Regions from separate parts of the Hordeum vulgare genome. Here region 2 is linked to region 1. Evidence: chromatin contacts called from public Hi-C data. All regions are on one chromosome and are shown on one strand. Each heading gives the region's core, a stretch centred on a gene start, on an enhancer-like site or on the middle of the called end of the contact. The rest is flanking DNA. Distances are from core to core; before and after follow the strand shown.

Evidence for each region. A called contact is a pair of places that touch in the nucleus more often than the background predicts.
Region 2: a Hi-C map of seedling shows a contact between it and region 1, with 4 times the contacts expected there. The contact joins the promoter of LOC123425371 here to the promoter of LOC123425369 in region 1. A contact is called at or near these places in 3 of 6 Hi-C or Micro-C datasets (leaf and seedling) and 1 of 1 datasets of contacts at active chromatin or transcription factors (embryo).

What each region holds. Positions count from the first base shown.
Region 1 is chr2H:105,157,543-105,163,981 of MorexV3_pseudomolecules_assembly, reverse strand. It overlaps LOC123425369, which reads left to right and starts at 3,510. Exons shown (of 6, transcript XM_045109058.1): 1 at 3,510-3,904. The coding sequence starts at 3,604.
Region 2 is chr2H:105,428,075-105,434,513 of MorexV3_pseudomolecules_assembly, reverse strand. LOC123425371 reads right to left here and starts at 3,341. Exons shown (of 3, transcript XM_045109060.1): 1 at 2,830-3,341; 2 at 1,715-1,796; 3 at 458-1,566. The coding sequence starts at 3,306. The coding sequence ends at 749.

The sequences.
Region 1 (6,439 bases), core at 2,261-4,760:
CCCAATTTAGCCTCCCTCCCTTCTTTCCAAGAGGAGAAAGGGGCACCTCCACTATTGGGCCCTTGTGGCCCAAATCTCCTTCCACCACTTAACCTTTTAAGGCTCGTTGATATTAAGTTAAATATTAAATCCTCCTAACTATCATTAGAACCTTTAATTCTTAATTTTACATATCTGGAAACATTTTCCACATATATATTATTTATTGTAATACCCATTATTACTCGATAGCCTTTGCCCTTCCGGTGACCCCGCAACACTTCTAGTTCCTCTCAAAACTATTTCGAATATTACTATTTCACAAATATATTCCTGTTACTCCCATCCCACGAACACTCAACAAATTGTTATTACCTTAAGCTTGTGACCCTGTAGGTTCGGTAAAATATAGAGATGAAAAAAACCCTTTGTTCAATGGTCGACAACGGAACCGTGGACGTCCATATCAATCCCTATGAGTACATGAATGTCATTCGAGCGAACCTTTGGTTATCATGTGATATTCACTTTTCTTTGCTATACTTTACAGAACTTGAGGAGAGATGTATCGGTATCCTTTTGAGTCATTCTCATACTCACTATATCGTTCTCCTCGTTGCTAGTTTTGTTCTTCTTTCTCGTTGAAGTGTTCTGGCATCCCATTGACATAGTCACCTGTGTCTGGACAAATGATGATGGATGTTGTCACATCGAGAGGGCCCTAAGAGTAACATCGAGAGGGCCCTAAGAGTATCTATCTTTCGCCGAAGGAGCAAATACCACTCTTGAGCTATCTAGTCCCTTGTCAAACTTTTTGATGAACCTGTAGGTTGTCATTATGATCACCGTATTAGAAATGACATTTAAGCAACCCCAAAGCACATCGTATGGCAAGAAGAAACTATGATAACTCCCATGGTCTTAGAACTTAAGCACATTTTAACTCTCCATGTTATAATAGTTGACTTGTGACGATATAATCTCAAAGTATAACAACACAAGTGTTGGGCCGATTCAATATGATAATTGTTCGAACATCATATTCTCAAAGTCGTTTTAGGACTATCATTAGACTTAATGATATCTTAAGGCCCAAAAACATGACCATCAACAACACTTGAACTAGTATTAGAGGCGAGACTAGGAATACTATTTTACCGTTTATCATTTCACATGTGCCCATATATGAGTTTTCCACCGAATCACATATTCCAGCATGAGTGCAGTTATAGCATATAATATAAACTATTAATTACGAATATAGAAATATAGTAATATAAAATTATTGTCTCAAGGTCATATTTCCAACAGACTAGTCGGTGATATTGGCCCAACAATGATGCATATAATCACTGATAGGCCATATATGCGGCTAGTCAGTGATGACTTTTTCCGCTCGAAATGGATCATCTAGAATAGTTATTACTGACTATGGTCGGTCAATGATGACTTTTTGTTCATTTGGAATAGTCATCATTGACTGGTGGCCATAAACCGCTCAGTAATGAGGGGTCAATAGTAAAAGGGATTGTAGTAGTGACTATCACAACATGTAGATCCAAACTAGACACCTTGTATAGAGCCTCTATCCTAAACTCACGGAATACACTTTTGTACCCCAACAGTTGTAATCCGTTATTCATATAATTCCAGAAAAGGAGTATGGTTATTACTCGCATGTAGGGCCCCTGAACCTAGGTAGAACATGTCGCATGTGGTCATGTGGTGACCCTAGGGGACGTCTCACTGTCATATAAATTACATGCAATTATCACACAATTGTTAGATACATTGAAAAAACTCAAAGGTTTGCGTCGATCGCGAGGATCCTCTCGTAGGCAGATCGTATTAGCAACATCAACTACTTCTCCATCATCTTCACCCACATTGTCCTCTTCAACGGTGTTACAAAAGTCGATCCGTCGCCCTCGACTCTTTCTGTGATAACCATAATTCCTCTACTCAAAACTACACCAACAAGCCTGATGTCGGTTGCGTTCCAAGTCTCGCCATACGGGCCCATATTGACCTAGAACTCACGCGACAACACCTCCTTCACGTCGAACTTGCTTCCGGGTCTACCTCAACGCTTTCGACGGCGACTTCGATGCCCGGGTCATCCTCGAGCACGGACTACGACTCTTCCACCATGTGATATGACCTCGACATCCCTTTATACTACACCAGGTCGGATTACGAATTTCCTACGACTTATGATGACTACACCGCATGGGTGACTAGCCCTTCTCCTAGATATGCCCCTTACGCCATAAAATGGTACGACTTGGCGGAATGACAACTTTCCTCGTACTCCCTCGATGCTCAAGTCACGGAATACTGTGTGGAAGGCCAACACTCCAACCAAAACGACAACACGAGAAACATACCTTAGGGGGCTTATAACCCTTTGAATCCAACTCCATTGCTAGCTCCAACTACATCGGATCCAATGACCCGCTTCATGTGATGATGGCAAATGGTCCTCGAGAACCCTCGCGGGCATCATGAATTAATGAACAAACAAAGTGACTTTAAAAATGTTTTCTACTAGTAACAGAACACAACTTTCAAATTGATTACTATACTTCTAGTGAGTTGACGAGAGTCCTTGTACTACTATGTGTTCATCTATAAATTCCTACCAGACCAATATATGAGCTTGTGCTGCTATTTGTTGTTCAAATTACCAACCCCGATGTATGATGCATTTTATGATCACGACCAGAAAAAAACACATAACATATGACATAAATGAAACTTAGGAGAAACCGTGTAACAATTCATCCCACACGTGCTATGTCATAGCTGTTCTTGACCTTTTTATTTTTCTTTTTCTTTTCGAGATGTTGTTTTTGACCTTTGTTCCTTTCAAAGTTTTGTTACAAGACCGAAGAAAACCTTGGCACTTTTCAATTTCACCCCCAATGAAAACCACGCGATACAGAGAGACCCGAAAAGGAGAGGGGAGACATAGTAGATTCCCCTTTCAAGCATCCACCTCCTCACCCTCCTCCTCGCCTCCGCCTCCCCTCCCACCTGTCCGCCTCCCCTCCCACCTCCCTGCGCGCTCCTCCGCCGCCGCCCTCGCCTTCTCGGAGTGGGGCTTTTCCAAGCAGACCGCCTCCCTCCTGCTCGTTTTCGTCCTCCGCCGCCGCCATCTTTTCTTGGAGTAATTTCTTGAAATTTCTGGTTTTCCTTTTGGGGCCAACCAGCCCAAGAACCCGCTCGCTGCTGCCCCTGGCTTCATGGAAGGCTTCTTGGTCAGCCTGAACCCCTTCCGATTCAAGCCGATTTGGCCAGCAAGAACTGCCCCCAAGTCTCTTTGAAGCCCCAGAAACCCTTCTCCCTCGGGGATTGCAAGGAATCCCCGGCCGCCGCTCCCCACCCCCCTGCTAATCTCAAGTTCCCCGTGCAATTCTTGCGTCCTCCGAGGTTTCGGAGAGACGCCCCCCGCCCCCCTTCTTCCCCGAGAACCCTAAAGCCGCTTTCTTCGTTTTGAGGACCCCCCCCCCCCCCCCCACCCCACCCCACACCGCGCGGAAGGTCATGAGCCTGTTGCCAAAGGCTCCTTTCTTTGTTTAGTACTCCGTGCCGGGGGTGCGTCCTGTTGGTACTGCGGCAAGCATGGCGAGGGAGGGCCGTCCGGAGTTCGTGAGGTGGAGGGAGGAGTTCCTCTCGCAGGAGAGGGGCAGCCGCGTCGTGCATTACTACTTGGAAGACGCCGATGGCGTGTCTCATCTGGCAGTCGTGGGCACAGAGCGGAGCCTGCGCCACATGCTCTACGTCGTGTCAGAGGATTTCCATGGGCCGCAGGGAAGCGGTGGTGCTGATGGTGGGCAGGGGATGTTTGCGCGCAAGTGGAGGTCCCGCCGTGAGGTCGTGGATTGGCTCGAGTCCTTCCTTCCGGCGAAGACCCTCACCTCAAGTAATTACCACCTTCTCTGTTTCTAACATTTGATACATGAATTCAGCTGATACTAAGCATTACCATCTGTTATTGTTTCTTGAATTTTATATGTTATATGTTGAGTAGTGTTTCTGGAACATACACACTAAGACATAAATGTCTAATCTAGAAATCATGCTTACATAGTTTACTGCATCGGTCCTCAGCACAGAAGCTTGCTTTGCAATAGACACGATCAGGCACTTCTCAAACCTTCAAGAGCATGTTAGACTGTAATTTGAGAATATCCGAATGGCAAAGTATGTCAAAATTGAGGTTCTCCTGTCCAATTTTATGTCATGTTGAGATATGGTAACATTAATTAGCATAAATGTTTGGATAGCCACTTGTTGATGTATTAGCTTTTGTGCTTTACCTGTTGGGTGACCGTAACATTATTTGATGACATTGTTTTATTGCACTTTAGAGCATCTACAATGGTGGACACTTAAACAGAAAAAATTGAATAGCAGAATTTTTTAAAAGCCCCAAACGTTATCTGGTTGAAAACCAGGCGCTAACCGTCGGCGCTAAATACGGGTGGAGAACAGATCTTGTTGCCTCCTCTCGTCTGGAAAAAAAGGGCAAGCGTTCACTGTCTTATTTTGCGTCGATGCGGCAACCGACGCCAGGAATTGAGGATGCAACAGGTGATAGAACGGGAAATTTTCCCTAGCGCTCTCCCCTAGCGCCTGGCGTTGGAGATGCCCTTACAGACCTGCTAGTCCTTTTCACCATTGTTGTACTAGGCATGTCCGTTCCTGTCTTTTACAGTTTGACCAAACCAGAGACCTAATGTTTATGCACTAGCAGCTATACCTGCCTGGATGCAAGATTGTACACTAGGCCACCAATTCAGGTGTTTGTCAGGTCTTAGAAACTAGCAATTGACGTTCCTATGGGTTAAAAATAAATATTATGGAAGCCGGGGAAGGTCGATACTTGTTGTAGATGATGAGTGTCTACTTTATATGCAAAATCATAGTAGGACCAGCCACTAGGAACAGTTTGTAAACAACAATAAGGTTTAATGTCGCAAACTGATGATTGATCTAATTCAAATCACCACTTCAGGAACTTAGAATTACAGAGCTAAGGCACAAACGATTGGGATTATTTCTGTTCACTCACTAAGATGAATTTGGCCACTGTTGGCAAGAAAAATGAACTAGAGAATGCCAAGGACTTGGAAACCATCCAAACAACAATGTACAAAATTTTGGTCATCACTGAAAATTTGGTAAGATAGGTATTGGACACAAATGAAACGTACCCTAGTTTTTTAGAGAAAAGACCATTGTTGTCTAACTTTGATTAGCAATCCAGACAAAGAGGCCTTGCAGAACGACATGGGACTCCAGTCTGCGAGAGAAGTGTTATAGTGATAACAGGAAGTACGCCGCACGTCAACCTGTGCAAATTTCAACTCACTACTTATAGCAAGGCTAATAATATAGCCAGCAGCTGGCTATATAAGACCACCTTGTCATCAAGAGCCCGCATTATTAATCACTCATATAAAAGCATCTCCAACAGGCGCGCGCTAAATTTTTTTTTGCAGCGCTGAAGTAGCGTTTTTGCGCGCGGGAGCGACGAAGAGGTTTTCCAGATGCACAAAAACACGGCGCCCAATCCGGCGGCCCCACCTGCAGCAGCCAGTGCACACAATCCGGCGCCCCAAATATGCAGCCCGGAAGCCAGCGCGCCCAAAATTTGCAGCGCGGGCGCTGGCGTTTTTTGTGCGTGCTCTGTTTTACAGCGTCTTGCAGAAATGTAGGGAAAGGCTGCGTACTAAAGACCCAAAGTGGTCGGACCCTTCCCCGGATCCTGCGCAAGTGGGAGCAACATGCACCGGGCTGCCTTTTTTTCTATTTTACAGCGTCTGCTGGAGTGCTGTTTTTTGTCTCCGGCGCAAAAAAAACGTCGTTTTTTAGTGCGCGAGGCCTTTTTTGGGCGCCTGTTGGAGATGACCTAATAGGGTTTGCTATATAAGGTTACTATTAAGTTAGTCCCCTTTTCCCCTTTCTCTTTCTCTTTCCTCTCATTTATTCCCTTTTACCTATTAGGGCATGTCTAATAGTATATCCAACAGCTGGCTATGCATGGTTGACATGTCATCAAAATCGTCATTAATCACTCATAAAATAGGGCTGGCTAAGCACGTTTAGAGGTTGGCTCTTGCATGAGAGCTCACTCCTTTCATTTTCCTCGTCTCTCTACTCCAGATAAGCAATAGTGCCATGTAAGCAGGCTTATAGCTCCTTATTATACATGCTCTTAGCAACTAACATGCTCTTTCTCACATCACAATATGAAAATGGCATCTTTCTCTGTGAGACTAAAATGCCATCTAGATGAGGCAGGCAAGTTTAACAGGTGAAAGCTGAGTCACGCTCATGTAGGCACTCTAGTGACAGGCTGTCCTCATTTATGGCAAAATAAGGCAAACTAGCTCACTATATTCTTATATTTTAGGTAGTATGTCAGGATTTGATTTGAGTGAATTACTTCTTT
Region 2 (6,439 bases), core at 2,092-4,591, 270 kb before region 1:
AAAGATTTCGTTCCGCTTTTCGCTTGTACCAGGCTGTGAGTCGATTAAGCTAATCCACGAGTTCTTGTTCCCGGAGGCAGCATGATAATGCACGAGCCTTTTGTGTGTGTGACCAACCTGCCTGACTGCATGATTGATTGGTTATTTGATGATTGATCAGACTTGGCTGATCCACCACCCAAACAAATCTGACCAACCAAGGCACCCACAACAGCACACGCATATCCGTACCGAAACACACACCAGAACATCACGCATCGGTCAGGACATGCCACATGAATTCTTCAGAACCTCAGCTGACGAGTGAGTACAGAGCTGCTGTGTTTTGTGTGCTAGTGTTCATAACATAACATCACATGGATTTGATCAAGTGTGTAATGATCAAAGCATGTTCGAGATCGGAAATTAAGAGTAGTCAACTCGTTCCATCCAAATATTAGTAGTAAACTAGATAGAGTACAACTTAATTACTGGCACGGTATTATATTCATTTATATGAAAAGAACGAACTAAAGAAACAAGCTAGGCACCAAGAACATAACAGCTCAACTCCTCTGTTCACATGCACAACTCAACGCCTAATTAAACACAAAGAAAACAAGAAGGCCACGACATGAACGAAGAAAAGAAAAGGAAAATTTTAACCACAGGCCATGAGTGAGTACGTGAGACTGTGAGTGACCACACACACACTGATGACTGATGACTGATGCCTGATTGCTCTGTCTCTGTCCATGGCGTCTGTCGATCACATGACGCTGCACCCGGCGTTGGGGTCCTCGCCGCAGTACGGCTGCTGCTGCTGCTGCTGCTGCTGGTAGTACGGCTGCCGGTTGCCGTGGTACCACCCCTGGTGGTCGTGCACCGGCACGCCGTAGTACCCGCCGGCCGGCACGGCCGGCCTGCAGCACTGACACCCCCCGCCGCACCCGCCGCCGCACCCGCCGCCGTAGTACGACGGCTGGCCGTAGGGCGTCGGGTCGTAGCTGTAGGACATGGGCCCGGCCGGCGCCGGCCAGATGGACGGCACGGCCACACCCTGGGCCGCCACGGGTGGCGCGATCATCGGCTGGGCCAGTGGCTCGCCGCGCGGCGGCTGGGGTCCGCCTCCGCCCTGTAACTTGGCCTGCTTCATCTTCTCGAGGAGCGGGCCAAGGTCGGCCATGCTCATGCCGGGCGGCAGCTGCGGCATGGCCTTGCCGGGCTTCGCGTCCGAGGCCGGCGGCGCGTCGTCGAACTTGACCTTCTTCTCCGGCTTGGCGGCCGCGCCGTCCTTGGGCTTCTCCTTGTCTGCCTTCGGGGCGTCCTTCTTCTCCGGCTTTCCGCCGCCGTCCTTGGGCTTCTCCGCCTTGCCGCCGTCCTTGGGCGCCTTCTGCTTCTCGCCGCCGCCGTCGTCCTTGCCTTTGGACTCCGCCTTCTGTTCCTTGCCGTTGACGTGCATCTCCTTGATCACCCGGCCGGCCTCGCAGCAGAGCTTCCTGCACAGCTTGTCGGCGTCGAACGGCCCGGACACCGTCACGGCATTGCTCTTCTCGTCGAAAGAGATGGTCTTGATGTTCATCTTGTCTGCACAACACAACGCACGGTCAGCCCATGAGGTTGACGCTGGCCCACCGTAACTTCGCAGGCACGTGGGCCCACGTGTCAGCTTCAGCGTCAGAGCCATAGCTGCTTCTGTGCATGGGTGATTGATGACGGACGGCAGTTAAGTTACCTTGGATCTTGCAGAGGACCTTCCTCATCTTCCTGTAGCATCGGGCGCATTCAAGGTCAACTTTGAGGACAACCGTGGAGATCTGCGAGGAGATCGAGGGGGGGTTAAATGACGGTAAATGCAGCTGAGAATTAAAAGTCTAGATCCAGGTGTGAGAGTCACACTTGACAATTGTTAATGCAGAGTTAACTGTACCTAAATCTCTACTAGAAGGAGTACCAGGATAAGCTAGCTTCCAGAAGGAAGGACTCGCTCTGTCACTCACATGCTCAGATTACAGTCCAAAATTCTTAATCTTCTTATTACTAGAATGGAAGCAACTGTCGCCAATTCTTCTTCAGCCAGTGCGTTTGGAAATGACTACTTAATGCTTGTTACAGTTTACCAGCAGAACTAACTCATAAACCGTCCTAACACATGGAGTATCAAAGATAGTAAGCGTTTCATCACAAATTCAGTGGCCAAACTTAGCTTGTGACTATATGACACTGAAATGTGAAACGAACAAACACATCTATGAGAAAACGACGGGCTTCCGTGCTTGGAAGTTGTACGGACGTACATAGAGATCTTTTTTTGTGCTCGTTTTCCAGTTTGGTTCAAAAGATGATGTTGAAATCAGTTGGCAACCAACGGAAAGGGAAACGCGCGTTGATCTTGGCACCAAAGCGGTGGGTGAAAAGGAAAGGAGCGACATCGCACACAGAAACAAGGGACAGGAGTCGCTCTGGTCAGTGTCCCAGAGATATTTGCTTGCTACGCACTTCATTTCTCCTAGCAGCATTTCTGGCTTGAGTACTCGCCACTCCAACGACTCATGGAGATTCAGACAAAAACGTGGCGTTGTCCATGAAACCACTAGCCACTGTCAATCTCTAACAAAGATGACAGTTGGTTTCGACAAGAGGAGCTGAAATCAGCTTTTTTCCCAACTGTAGAGTGCGTAACGCAGAAGAAGAAGATAGATCAATGGTATGACTATGAACTAGTGAAGAGGGCCTACGAATTTCAAAGAAACGAACGCTCGGGCCGGAGGAATTTCAGAGCGCGGATCACGCACGCGGTGAATCGACAAGGGAAACGGGGCGAGGCGGGCCAGGCGTTGTCGTTGTTACCTTGTCCGCCATGTCAATGGCGTCGCCTGAGGCGTGGCCGTCACCTTCAGAGGAGCCTGTGCTGTGTGCTGTGTGCTCTGGAGGAGAGAGACGGGGAGGATGAATGAGGAAGAAGTATGGATACAGAAGTGAGAAGACCGGTGGTGGGTGCGGCGTTTTAAGCCGGGTGTCTGGCGCACAGGCCACGGGCGCACGGACATCCGGCAGGACCGGCACCAACCCTGGCGGCACACCGACGGGCGGGCCCTCCGGTCCGCGTGGGCCCTTTTTGACCCGACCCGTATTAGCTGTGCGGCATGTGCATATCGCTAGTCGGTGGGCTGTGCCTCTCCCGCCTGCGTCGGGCACGCACCACCTGCCGACCCAAATTAAAATCACTTCTAGAATCAAGAAATGACCTCCGTTCCGTCTCTGAGAAAAACAAAGGGAAATGGTGAGCGCCGTTCTACGCGAATACAGTACTACGCACAACGGCATCCATAATGCCACTGATACTGACTACGCTCCACTTGCTAGTGTCACTAGAGCAGGTCGAGCGAGTGACGTTCAGTGGTGGTAAGTGAACTGCTAGCGATGCGGGCTGCGTTTTGTTGTCTACCCCGCCCTGGGGGAGCGGGGCCATCTGTTCCATGCGGCCAGCAGCATGGCTTGTCAGCACCACGGCCAAGCTAGGAGGCCGCCGATTTCGACACCTCACCGGCACGCGTGACACGATAACGCTCCTGCTGCCACGGCGACAGTGCACCGGCGGCAAGTGCCGCCTCATGCATCCGGCGGGGTGAAAGTGCCATAGATAAATGGAGGTGGCTGGAGCACCATGTCAGCAACAAGAAAATAAGGAGATTTTGCGTGCGACATTTCACCGGACTCCGCTCGGGCGAGAGGCCTGCCCACGCTCTGGTGCTGCGGCGCAGGGAGCACGACTCTTTGTCTTGCTCAGTTGGGTCCTGCGAAATCTCTGCGTAGCGTGAAGTTTTTGGTGATTATTTTACTGCTAGCTAATGGGCAGTAGATAGGGGCAAACGTGATGGATTATTGGATTAGGCCACCAACCAGAGGAGTTAAATTGAATAAACAATGGTGGTACGTCCTTTAGTGGTAGCGCCTTTTGATCTATCTTATTATCGTATCGTACGCACGGCAATCTTGAGCGGGCGAAATGGCCTTTTCCCTCAAAGTGCTGCACAACTCATGTGCCATTCATCGTGAGCTCACCAGGAAACAACCATGGGAACCTTCCGATGTCATTGCCACTTCCCTTTCGGAGCAAGATGCCACCGGAGGCGGCCACGGCCAGATACGGCTGTAGTTTCCGACGCCCCGTGATGCCCCCCCTCACATGGAGAAAAATCCAAACAATCATTTGCTCATCCTTAAACTGGGAGAGAAAATTGTGTAGTACGACCAATGCTGTCAGAATCCGGTGCCGTCTAACGTGCAGCCTGCAAGCGGGGCAAGATGCAAAACCGTTCGCCATGTGTGACAGTGGCGGCCATGGCCAACCACCGAGCGAGCTCGGGAAGATATGATCGCGGCGAGGGTGGCGGCGTCGTGCACGTATGCGCCTGTTCTCATGGCGTTTGCGCCCTCCGTGCTACCTACCGGACATGTGCCTCGCGGGCATTTTTTCCATTTTTCGTCGCCCGTGATGGGGTTGTGTCGGTGCTTCGGCATGTCACGTTACAGTGGTGTGGACGTTTGACAGCGCGGACCCGAACAAAAACATAGCTTCGGCCTCTTGTGATCGCTCCGTGGGTCGGATACTTGGAGCAACTCTGTTTAAAGGGCCGTCATGTATATTTGATCCTGACTTTCCGTCCTCGATCATCATAAATTTTGCAGGGCGGTCTAAACCAAGCCAACGAGATTTCATATTTAGAGGTTGGCCGAAGTGATATAGTGCGTTCTCCATTCATCCATACCAACGTGATGGACATCTTAGGATGCGCGCTCGATTTCACCACCGTTCACATCCCCGTGCCGCATTCTTTTAGTGCCCCGTCTCTTGCTGGAACGGGCGTGGGCCATGGTCGTCTTTGTTGAGCTGCTTTTGGACCTCCGATACTATATCGATCCCATGCCTTTTTTCTTCGTCTGACCGCGTCGTCTATATCATCGTGTGACTTTAAAGTAAATTTTCTCATCTTATTCTTGTTGATTTAGTTTAACGGCTAACAGATTCTTGTAGATAACAAGGATGCACATTATATGTAAATGGATCCGATGGCCGAGCTAATGTTTTATAGTGATTTGTTGTTGGATTTGAGCTCCGAGTTCGTCACTGAAATGATAGACATTGGATGGATAGCTTCGACAGGAAGGACGAGGAAGCATTCGGCATGCGGAATTGCGTTGGAATAGAATAAGAGGAAACTGACAACTCATGCAAAACTACTTTGTGTCATGTTACCTTCTGAGTTTACGTGTTTTGGAGGCGCTTTCGCGTGACCAAACGGCTGCGCCAACGACATAGAAGCCACTGAGCTTTTTTTTCCGAAAACATAGAAATGTCATTGTTCTTCTGTTTTTTTTCACTTTGGAGAAGGTGTCGCAATACTTCGGATGCTTGGATATGTCTCTCATGCATATTCATGGGATGATATTCTTCGAGTGGCCTAAGATACAATCGTAAAGTGCACAAATGTGTTTGTTAAAACTGTGGTGACCGCTTATGAAGAACAGTATATGCGAGAACCCAATGCAAAGAGCATAATCATACTACTAGCAATTCAGGGCGGAAAAGATTGGCCTGATGTTAGGAATTATTGATTGTATGTACGGGAAGTAAAATAATTGTTCTTTAACAACAAGACTTCTAGCAATTTAGGATGGAAAAGGTTGACCTGAGATGCTTGGGAGTGTTGATTGTATGCACGCGAAGTAAAAGAATTGTCCTTCAGCTTTACACGTCTAGTTCACCAGGCATTGCAAGGATCCAATAATAATTTTGAAATTTGTTGCCTCTGAAAATCTATGAATCTCACGATGGCATCAATCTCTCGCACAGGTCTCGCCTATTTGCAAAGCTTGCTAATTCACTATTGTTACTTCTGCACCTCAAAAAAATGTTCAGATTTTTAAAAATGTTCATAAATTCTAAAAAAATCATGATTTGGAAAAATTGTGAACTCGTTTTTTTGGGTCATTTTAAGAGATGATCTGCATTTCAGAAAACATTTGTCATTATTTAAAAAAATTGAATATTGTTCGCAGATACAAAAAATATTCATGGATTTGAAAAATGTTCGGCATTCAAACAAGGTTTGTGAGTTTTCATATATATTTTGAATTTGAAAAATATACATGGTTATAAAAGATATTAGGTAATTGACAAATGTCGACGAATTCACAAAACGTTAACGATATTTGGGAAATGTCCGAATATTGACAACATATTCGTATATTATGAAAATGCTCACTAATTTGGAAAACGTTCAGAATTCAATTTTTTTTTGTGAATTTGAAAAATAAAATTATTAACTAAAAAAATGTTTGTCATTTAAAACATGATTGACATTTGAAAAACTAATTGAGAATTTATGAATTAAAATAATCCAGTACTGCAAAAAATGTTTGTGAAAAAAGGTATTCAATATTTTGAAAAATGTTT